Linked DNA regions of Capra hircus: region 2 is linked to region 1. The links are chromatin contacts, called in public Hi-C maps. All regions are on one chromosome and are shown on one strand. The core of a region is the stretch at or near the end of the contact, and the rest is flanking DNA. Distances in the headings are between cores, read along the strand shown. Region 1 overlaps ELAC1 (zinc phosphodiesterase ELAC protein 1). Region 2 overlaps SMAD4 (mothers against decapentaplegic homolog 4).

Region 1 (5,403 bases), core at 871-3,370:
CTCAATCAGCCCATCCTGGAGGCTGCTTCAGAGTGACCGAGATCTTGAGTAACTAGACCATCACTACTTCAGGGGTTCCAGACCCCTCCGGTAGTCAATTTTCACTAGAAAAGCCCCAGGACCAGAGGAATCCAGTAGTATACTATACACCATGACAGTATTTCTGAATAAGTATACTATAAAATTCTCTAGGTTCTTAAGATGTTAACAGATAGTATATGGTGAAATATGACTTTAGAAAGGGGTTCAGTTGACAAGCCTCTGTACTTTAGGACTTCGTGCCTTGAAGCAATGTGCTATGCTCCTTTTATACACTGTCTTTATTTAATCTTTACGGCACTCCTAGAGGTAGGTCTTACTATTATTTTTCTCACTTTTAGAGATGAGCAAGCTAAAGATCAGCAGATCTAAGGACCGTGCTTTAGAGCACAGAGGGAATGGGACTCTGAAATCAGGTCTTTCTGGCATCACAGCCGGGCTGGTGATCACTGAAGCAGTGCTATTGTAATACATTGGTGGGCATTACAGCTCTGCCAGAGGGACCCACAGTATACAGGGTTCCCCAAACCAGTCTGATTAGGGAACTGTTTTGACTGAATCAGTACTTGAGACTACCTTTCCATGTAATACATTTTGAGAAATACTGTGGGCAAATGAGTCAGAGATACCCCATGACAGACAGAAGGGAGGTGGAAGGCAACTCAGCAGGAAAAGCTATTCTAGAAAGAACATTTTACGAAAATGGTGCTCAAATAATTATTTATCAGAACACGTAAATTAAACCCAAGTTGGACATATAGTCATTTTTTAACCTCCAGATTCACAAGCTCCAGCCCATAGCTCATTTCTGACAAATAATGTTTGATGTGACATTCCAATATATTCACTTAGCTAGCTTTTTAGGATTTGTTGCAGAATTTGACTTACCTCGTAGTTCAGCTCATTACATCACTATTTCCTTTTTTTCTTTTTGAGCAGAGAAAGGTTTATTGCAGGGCCATGCAAGGAGACCAGTGGTTCATGCCCCCTATGTCACTGAATTTTTATAAAGTATGTTCACAGCAGGAGTCTAAGTTTTAATTTGATGTGTATTTCAACAGACCTGCAATATGCATTGTGGGATGAGATAATTCTTCATTGTTTAGGACTGACCAAAATTCTCTACAATCTAGCATCCTGCCCTGTACTGACTAACTGCTGGTAGTAACCCCTCCTAGTTTTGACAAGAAACATCCCACAACTTCAAAATTCCATCTAAGGGAGCAGTATCACCTCTGAGAACCCTGGGTTTAGAGCAAACTGGAAAGTTTAATAAAATATTAATTGAAGGCCAAACACCTACCCTGACCCTGCCTTCAGTCTTCTAGCAAAGAATTCAAGATTTAACATGCCAGCTTCAATTCTGCATGTTCAATATCTCATTACATTTCTCTTTTGTTAATAACATGAACAGATTTAACACAAACTGCCAAAATACCATTGTTAGCCAGGAGGGCCAAGTCCTGCAAACTTTGCCAACAACAGCAATAAAGCTAGATAGAAGCTAAGCCCAGGATTGCATGGTGCATTGGCTAATCTCTGAGGCAGCAACCACAAAGCATGTATACCTGAATAGCCTATCATTTTGTCAAATCTGGACTTTAAGAAGGATGCTGGTTTCATTCTTTTTAAAGTGATTTATTATAAAAAAGCTTGCTCCCTCTCAATGCTGAGTTAGTTCAGCAATGCAGCTCCATCCTTTCCAGGATTATGAGGACTCAAATAATTTTAGACCAAAACTACGATGACCACCACCACCACCACAACAAAAAGAAACCAAATGTGACTGTTGGTTCAATAACATATTTACAGACACATCAGAATGCATTCAGGAATACTGGCTTCACTTCTTGATCGGAATGCTGATCACCATGAAATCTTCTGCGAGAGTCACTTCTTGGAGGTCTAACACTGATTCAGCTTGCTTTTTAAGTTCTACAATCCCATCTGCTTCTCCTTCTCTGGCCAAGGCAACTGGTTTGTACCTCTGACTGAAGTGAGTCAGAACCAGCCTCTTTGCTCGGCACAGCTTTGCAAACGTCGCCGCCATCTGCGGCGTGCTGTGGCCGTGCTCCTTCGCTTTGTCCATCTGGGTGTCATCCAGGGTCGCTTCGTGGATCAACAGGTCTGCTTCAAAGCACAGCTTTACTCCTCCGTCATCCACAACCCCAGAACAGTCACCCAAAATACAGATTTTTCTTCCAACAATAGGCTTCTTTAAGACATCTTGGGGAGAAATTGTAACTCCATTTTCCAGAACAACAGAAATTCCGTTTTTCAGCTTCCCATAGGCAGGACCTGGTGGAACACCTAAAAGATGGAGGCAGATACCATCACATCATGGGAATGGAATTTATGACTTGTTACAGAGCGTCTGTTTCAACAGCACTGCAAATAGCAAATGGAAAAGGCATCCAATTCTTTTCATAATAGTTATAAATATTTTATTACTTGTGGGAAACTGGGATATTTATACATTTTTTAAAAGTTCATTGTTGGCTATTGATATTAGCAATGTCCAAGTACTTAAAACATTTCCAAGCACACGTTTCAGATAAGTTTAAGCTCTTAAGTCCCCCTAAAACCTTATTATAGTCAAGGTAACAGCTGTGATCCTCTGCTGTGCATGGGAATAACAGTTTTTGAGTGCTGTATTTAACAAGCTCATCTTCAGGTAAAATTAAAGAGCCCATTTAAATGACAAGTTACCAACAAACTGATTAACGTAATAAAAAGAACTGTTAGAGGGGATTGTTTGGATCACAACATCAAGGAGAATTTCAGGTAGTTATGCATAATCAATCTTCGTTTTAAACAGAGGCAGTTCCATGCTTACCAAACTGGGCTTAAATCTCATATTAATCGAGAATAACACCTGATGATCACTCTGGGCAATACGTACAAACAGAGTGTATTCACTAATTCCAACATGGATCATGTTTACAGTTTCACAACACACTGCTATTTTCACAGGTTTGTAGATATTAAAAAAATCTTTGGTCTAAGGCAGTTTTCCTCATTACTTAGTGCTTTGTTTTAGTTGGGGAAGAAAGAAGAGATTGTGCAAATAAAGAAAAAGAACACATGGAAAACCACTGCCACGCTTTTCACAGGTTCTGTGGTCGGCATGGCAAGGAAGGTGGAGACGCTAGAGGGATGATGTGCCTGGCGCTGCTTTGGGAGATGTGCTGAAGGCCCTGGGCATGTGACAGCCTAGCATGGACAAGGTACGAGGCCTTAGATGGGCCCCAAGCCAAGCTTTGAATGCTTGCTTCCAAGTGTGATGAACCCAGGTATATAAGGCTGGTTGAGGGGCTTCCCTGGTGGTTCAGTGGCTAAGACTCCATGCTCCCAATGCGGGAGGCCTGGGTTCGTTCCCCAGGAAACTAGACCCCATGTGCTACAACGAAGACCCGGCACAGTCAAAAAAATAAATAAATAAATAAAACTGGTTGAGGCAGTGTTCCAGACACCAAATTATTAATAACTTAATCAAAGTTGACTGCCTAGGCCAAGTCAATAAAGAAGGAAAACTCAGAAAGCAGCTGGTTGCAGTTGCATGGTTTAGAACTACGGTGAAAAGTATCTGACCAAAGATGCCACTCAAACGTACTTCAAAAAGATGACGTGAGAAAATAAAAGCCTAGGCCTGAGACATCCACCATCACCCCACCAACCAAGATAGTAAAACCTGAAGACAAGACAGATCAAGAATGTGCCTCTAAAGAGCTGAAGAGAGACTTCAAATACATACTTCCTTTTTGCTCTGAATAGCGTCTTCTGGCCCTAAAGATTTCCCTTAATAAACAAACTTCAGGAAAAGGAAGTACGTGGAGAAAATGTAAGCATTAGGCCTGGGAAGCAAGAAAGGAAGGTTTCTATGACACTTCTACCTGCTTCAGCTCATGACAACTCAACTGAGGAGAAAGGAGAAAACAAACACTTACTCACCCAGGTCCTTTAGTTTCTGTGCATTGAGTTTACCTGGGCGTTTCTTCTCCACGACGGAAAATCCAAAGGAGGGTATTCGATGAAAGAGGCGAAACGCTTTCACAACAAACTGTTCGTCATCAACCAAGAGGTACGAGCTTTCTTCTGAGTCTAACATGATGGTTCGTCCTTCTCCCTCTTGGGGAGGGCTGTCTGTTTTATTCACCTGGACAGATTCTTTCAGTTCTTCCATAGGACACTGATCTGCTGTAGGCACCAGCTCATGGACCACGTAAGGGAAGACCAGCTCCGTGTGAGAGAGGTCCATGGTTCGGCAGATAAAGTCCCGAAGCCCCACAGGGCCATAGATTTCGATGGGCTGTTTGGTGACCATGGACCCACTCTGCAGGCTGATTGTGCAGAGGAGGCCAGGAAGGCCAAAGAAATGGTCTCCATGAAGATGCGTGATGAAGATCTTGGTAATTCTCCCTTTTGATTGAAGCAGAGAAACAAATTTTTGAATTTTTCAGAAATAAAACCCACACAAAGCTACTTGAAACATGCATGCATTTTTCTACATGATTCCAGAAGCAAGAAAGACAAGTATTATTTCACTGGAAGGTTTTAATAAGATATAACTTTTTTTCATAAAGTGAAAGTGAAATCGCTTAGTTGTGTCTGACTCTTTGCAACCCTGTGGACTGTAGCCCACCAGGCTCCTCCATCCATGGGAGTCTCCAAGCAAGAATACTGGAGTGGGTTGCCATTTCCTTCTCCAGGGGATCTTCCCGACCCAGGGATCGAACCCAGGTCTCCTGCATTGCAGGCAGACTCTTTAACCTCTGAGCCACCAGGGAAGCCCATAAAAATCTTCAAATTATACAGTGTTACAGTTTTAAGAATATTTTCCTATACGTCCTCTTACTGGAAAAAAGAGAAAAGGAAAACGTGTACCAAAATGATTCACTGGAAGAAACACAAGCTGGAATCAAGACTGCCAGGAGAAATATCAATAACCTCAGATATACAGACGACACCACCCTTATGGCAGAAAGTGAAGAGGAACTCAAAAGCCTCTTGATGAAAGTGAAAGTGGAGAGTCAAAAAGTTGGCTTAAAGCTCAACATTCAGAAAATGAAGATCATGGCATCCGGTCCCATCACTCCATGGGAAATAGATGGGGAAACAGTGGAAACAGTGTCAGACTTTATTTTGGGGGGTTCCAAAATCACTGCAGATGGTGATTGCAGCCATGAAATTAAAAGCCGCTTACTCCTTGGAAGAAAGGTTATGACCAACCTAGATAGCATATTTAAAAGCAGAGACATTCTACCTAGTCAAGGCTATGGTTTTTCCTGTGATCATGTATGGATGTGGGAGTTGGACTGTGAAGAAAGCTGAGCGCTGACGAATTGATGCTTCTGAACTGTGGTG
Region 2 (5,403 bases), core at 2,015-4,514, 61 kb before region 1:
AGCTACACAGAAAAACAAACATATTTTAAAATCTTATAAGCTTTTATTCCCAGGAAAAAAAATCTTGTAAGTAACATAAGAACACCTAAAGTCACTAGAGTGTAACTCAGAATTTTCTCATACTACTTTAAAAGCATTCTACTTTATCAGCGAAAGCTATTTATTTAGAGATAGTGGCATCAGATCAATCTGATTAACTCCTTGAAATCTGAAGGCGACTAAATTACAACCACCTCCGGCTGTGGTCCTGAAAAGGTATTTCTGAGCTTCCCAATTAATAATCTAAAGGTAATAATCACCTTAAATATATAACATAGGCAAAAATCAAGTGGCTAGAGAAAGTGTTTACCTCACTAAGAAAACCAAATTGGAGATCGACTAATTAATTTTTTCCTCTTTTTGCCAATTTCACAGTGTAAAAATATGAGTCGGATCTTACAGCTATCTAATGCCAGGATCTAGCATTATTAAGTAATGTATTCTTTGAAAGTGAAGCATACTAAATGTCCCCTAAAAAATTAGAATGAGCAGAAAAATCTCAAATGGTAAGTCAAACTGAAATTTCCTTCTAGAAACCCAATCCAAATAATGATGCTTGATAAACATGTAGTGTGAAAAAACTCAATAAACAACATCTTTCTCCTGCATGGTTACACCTTAATGTAACCCTGTAAACTGACCCTACTTGATACAACAACTTTTTCTTGAATAAACCAGGAATAGTTAGGCGGCTTTAGTGTGAGGAAAAAAAGAAAATTGAAATCGCGTTTACAGTATCAGTGGCCCTGCCCAGAATGGTCCCACTTCCTTTTAGGTAATAGTTTTGGGGTTTGCTTTTTATCTTTAGCAAGCAATCCTTTACTGCACCTAAGCTAACACTACCCTAGAATTTTACTATCTACTGAACTCTTAACACTAGGTTCTGTTCTTAGAGCAGTCAACAGTCCACAAAAAGCCATTCTCTTTTCCATTAAGAATCAGCATGTAATGCTCCTTATCTTTCTCTATGTCAGTCTTTGAAAAAATCTATTGCACATAAATATTAATTCATTACATGGCTATTTTTATTAAATTGGAACATTTCAAAGAGGTAAGAATAATCTATTGTTCAGATGTCGACATATAATCTCTTAAAAGGACTTTGTCATGTATCATAATGAAGACATTGATATTTTTAAGACCCATAAATTCCACTCCAAAGGGTTTCTCTTTAGAAAATTATATGGAAACAAAAAGACAACCAAAAGGAGCTTAACATATCACTGTATGTCAGTTTAAGAAAAAAAAAAGAGTGGCTCTAACCATTCATCACTAATGTTGGCCAAATTATAAAAATGCAAAGGAAAACCCATGTGGATATGACTGTATTTATTCAATTTTTTTAAATTACACTTGTCAACAAAGTCCTATAGTTTTCTCCATAAGATTCTAATATCTCTATTTAATTTTTGGAAACTTTAGGGCTTTTGTTGTTTACAGTGATTGGAATCTTTTTATCAAGATATTGGTATTGCTAGTACCTAAGAAGAAAGTTACTAATTTGAAGATACAGCTGGTTAACTTGATATTCATTGCTTCTGCTTTCCAACTGACATTTTGGCTCACTGTGTAATCATAACACTTGAGCATAACACGGGAATTCCCTGATGGTCCACTGGTTGGGACTAGGTGCTCTCACTGCCATAGCCCAGGTTCAATTCCTGGTTGAGGAACTAAGAGCCTGCAAGCCACACAGCGCAGCCGAAAAAAAAAAAAGATCTGTAAAATAGTTGAACTCTGCTTTTAAAAAGTTATCTCATAACTTTTTCTTGCCTAACACATCGACTAAACCTTCCCAAGTGTAAGTTCGGGACTTCTACCAGTCTATGTGTCTCTTTAATCAAGTAATTTAAAACAAGTTTCTTAGGTAAAACTGGGTATCAACAAGGAGAAATGTCTGTAATACATTTTTTCCAAGAGCAAAAAAGTTGGTTAAAAAACACTGCTGTACACTATAATCATACTCACATTTCAAACAATCATATACTCTAAGGGAAAAAGCAAGGTCCAGAACAGCGCACAATATGCTGTTTGTGTAGGAAAGGAGGGAAATAATACATGTATTTTTGCGCAAAGAAACCCTGGAAGGAAACACCAGAAACTAATAAAAGTGATTACCTGAGGTAGGGGGGAATGGGGACAGGGGTGGGAGCACTTCTTTTCACTGTATACCTTTTTATAGTATTTTGATTTTATGGACCATGTATTGCCTATTCAAAAAAATAAAATTAAAAAAACATATAGTATATATTTTTAAAGTCCAGGAAACAGACATCAAACTACTAAGTATTTCTCTTTATGGACTAGCAGTCAACAAATTAACTCATTGAAAAAAATATTTATTGAGCACCTATGTTCCAGGTACTGTTCTAATACTTGGGATACATCAATAAACAAAAGAAAGCTTACTGCCTTAGCAGGGCTTACAGTCTTTTATGATACTTAGGTATTTAAACGTTTAAACAGTGAGCCCCTTCCAGCTGCCTTAATCTTGGGCAAGTCCCCTGACCTCTCCAGGAACCAGTTTCTTTGTATCTGATAAAATGTAGATAATGCCACCTACCATGTAGGAGTATTATGAAAATGATGACACAATATTTGTAGATCATTTTGACACAGAATAAGTACCTAGCAAGTGTTAGCTATTATGATTTAACCATATTTTTAGAGCAGTCATACACATATATAAGTTGTAAAATGCTCTATGAGGAGTAGAGAACTCACAGTGGACAGAAGAGCTGAAGACACTGAGCTCGTCCTAGGTCTCTGCTCTTTAACACTACTAGCAAGCAGGGCACAGCCTGTCTGATGGTACTGCCACTGTCTTATTTACCTTTTCTTTCCTCCCTTAGAGTATGTGCTTCCTCGAACAGAAAAAAAACATACCTTATTTATTCTATCGTCCCTGGAACCTAACACAGTACCAGGCAATACATGCTCATTAAATATTTGTTAAAATCACTACACAAGTGGATGTGGTCATGGAAAGTTTCATAAAAGAGATGAGACAGGCTGGAAATAATTACCACCAAGATCCCAACTCAAAAGTGAAGGAATTATCCCATTTGCTTAACTTTTAGCTACCTGGCTTTATATACTTTGTCCAAATCTGAAAGGACCTCGTGAGAAACACCTGTCGTTTTCTGAGGAAAGAAGCCACTGAGGCCAGCCTTTTTTTTTATAGACAGCCACCACTAGGGGGATCCATAAGGCTGAATACAGGGCTAGAGCAACTGAAAAGGGGCTATCAACCCACACAAGTCCATCAATGACAAGCACTCATAACAGCAATAGTTTAGGACAGGAAGCAGTGTAATGAGTCTTCAGAATTAGATCGCATCACAACCGCTCCCTAGGGGGATTCTAATACAGTTATCACCACTAACACCCACTGAGTTAAAAGCTTTCATTCTCCAAAAATGCAGATGGAGAATAGTGAATATCAAAAGGGTGTTTACTTTCAAAAAGAGGTGACATGATATCAATGTCTGGGTGATGAATAAGCTGGGCTTTACCCAATTAATCTTAAAGCTACCCTTTCAGACCACAACAGCTTCCATTATTAACCCACTGTTCTCAGAAACCAACTAACCCTCAACAAATACCAAAAGACACTAGTCTTCCTTTATTATTATTGACATGGAAGAGAAGTGGAGAATAAAAAAACAAGTAGCCTTTCATGCTCTTCCCAAATTTCAAGGTCAGATGATACTTCTGACACATTTCTAGGATTCTGTAGCAAAAGTGCTGCTGAACCACTAATTCCCCTTCAGAACAACGGCACACCTTTCTAAGGTGATAGTACTGGTTTAGTTGCTCAGTGGTGTCTGACTATTTGCCACCCCAGACTGTACCCCACCAGGCTCCTCTGTCCATGGCATTTTCCAGACAAGAACACTGGAGTGGTTTGCCATTTCCTCCTCCAGAGGATCTTCCTGACCCAGGGTTCAAACCCAGGTCTCACATTCCAGGCAGATTCTTTACCATCTGAGCCATCAGGGAAGCCTTCTAAGGTGACAGTGGCTTTTTATCAGTTTCTGTTCAAAGTAACTAGTTCTTAAAGAAATTTTAGCTCATTAACATGTTCCAAGAAACAGAGCTAAAGTTTTAACAGATCTCTGTTCTCAAATACTACATGAAAAATAAAAAACACACTCCTGTTTGTTTCATTTTCCTATCTCAAAACTTTCTCCTTTTAAAAATAGGCCTAGAACATGTGATTACCATATACTTTAGCCTTTATTTACTCAAAATATAACAAGACTGAAAAAAAATTAATATACTATACAGTTTTAAGTCATTCACAAAATTATCAATCATAAAAATAAGTTCAGCTGAAATAAAGAAAATTGAGAATTTGGGTGTTTTTAAACTATGTTACACATGATTCTAAATTATCAAACAGGTTATTTATAACTACTGAAACTGGTTCTGTGAGATTTACTTCTAAAATAGCCAGTTTTTACCAATTCACAAGTTACTCTTTCTGTGTCTGTTTTATGTTCCCCATCACATTTTTTATTCTACTTGCAATCATAAACAGCAGTTCAAATTCAAAGAGTCAACAGCCTACTAAATCCAGTTTTAAATGCTGATGCATGCCCCCCACCCCTGCAAAATGTACATTTTCAAAGCAGTAAGTACTTTTCTTATAAATGTTACCAGCACCCACCCATACAGACTAGTTCTAAGTCAATAAAAAATAAAGGGCATGGGATAAAAGAAGAGAGAAAGTTAAAAGAAAGGGATTACCTACCATTACTCTGCAGTGTTAATCCTGAGAGATCTTAAATTTTTAAAGGGGAAAAAAAATAAAATATTAATCATTATAATGAAAATAATTTCCACCATATTTAAAATTACAGAGTATAAATTTAAGCCAGAGATTCAAAATTTCCATGAACCATTTCAATTCAAGAATAGTAGTATAAATGCTATCTAACAATGCAAAAGTGCTTTCCATCTTATTTTTCAATAACAGTGTTCTACACAGGAAAAATACCAAGTATGTACACTTAGTTTTAGTAGTCAAAATATAAGCTTTCTCAGTATTCAAATTTAAATACACGTATTTCATTAAAAATGTCTGATTTTTAAAATTAGTTGAAATCCTGGACTATCTCCAAATTTACAATTTAACTTAGAAAAATTAAAACACTACTGATATCTTTTCCCTTTATGCTTCTAAGCATGGAAGTGAAGCCTGCTTACCAATTCCAGGTGATACAACTCGTTCATAGTGATATGGATTCACACAGACACTATCACATTTTAAGTCAAATGCATACTGACAATATTTAACATGTTTTAGTTCATTTTTGTGAAGGTCAGGCCACCTCCAGAGACGGGCATAGATCACATGAG

What was found. A called contact is a pair of places that touch in the nucleus more often than the background predicts.
Region 2: a Hi-C map of blood shows a contact between it and region 1, with 2.2 times the contacts expected there. The contact joins two enhancer-like sites. A contact is called at or near these places in 4 of 5 Hi-C or Micro-C datasets (blood and liver).

The regions. Positions count from the first base shown.
Region 1 is chr24:50,690,843-50,696,245 of ARS1.2, reverse strand. ELAC1 (zinc phosphodiesterase ELAC protein 1) reads right to left here. Exons shown (of 4, transcript XM_018039724.1): 3 at 3,991-4,458; 4 at 1-2,349. The coding sequence ends at 1,883. Among named protein-coding and RNA genes, the nearest start is that of ELAC1, 16 kb to the right of the region's middle. Within about 2 kb of position 2,120, at least 1 of the 5 cell types and tissues checked has an H3K27ac peak or open chromatin away from gene starts, as enhancers often do.
Region 2 is chr24:50,753,107-50,758,509 of ARS1.2, reverse strand. It overlaps SMAD4 (mothers against decapentaplegic homolog 4), which reads right to left. Exons shown (of 12, transcript XM_018039535.1): 3 at 5,251-5,403; 4 at 4,796-4,825; 5 at 1-2. Among named protein-coding and RNA genes, the nearest start is that of SMAD4, 24 kb to the right of the region's middle. Within about 2 kb of position 3,264, at least 1 of the 5 cell types and tissues checked has an H3K27ac peak or open chromatin away from gene starts, as enhancers often do.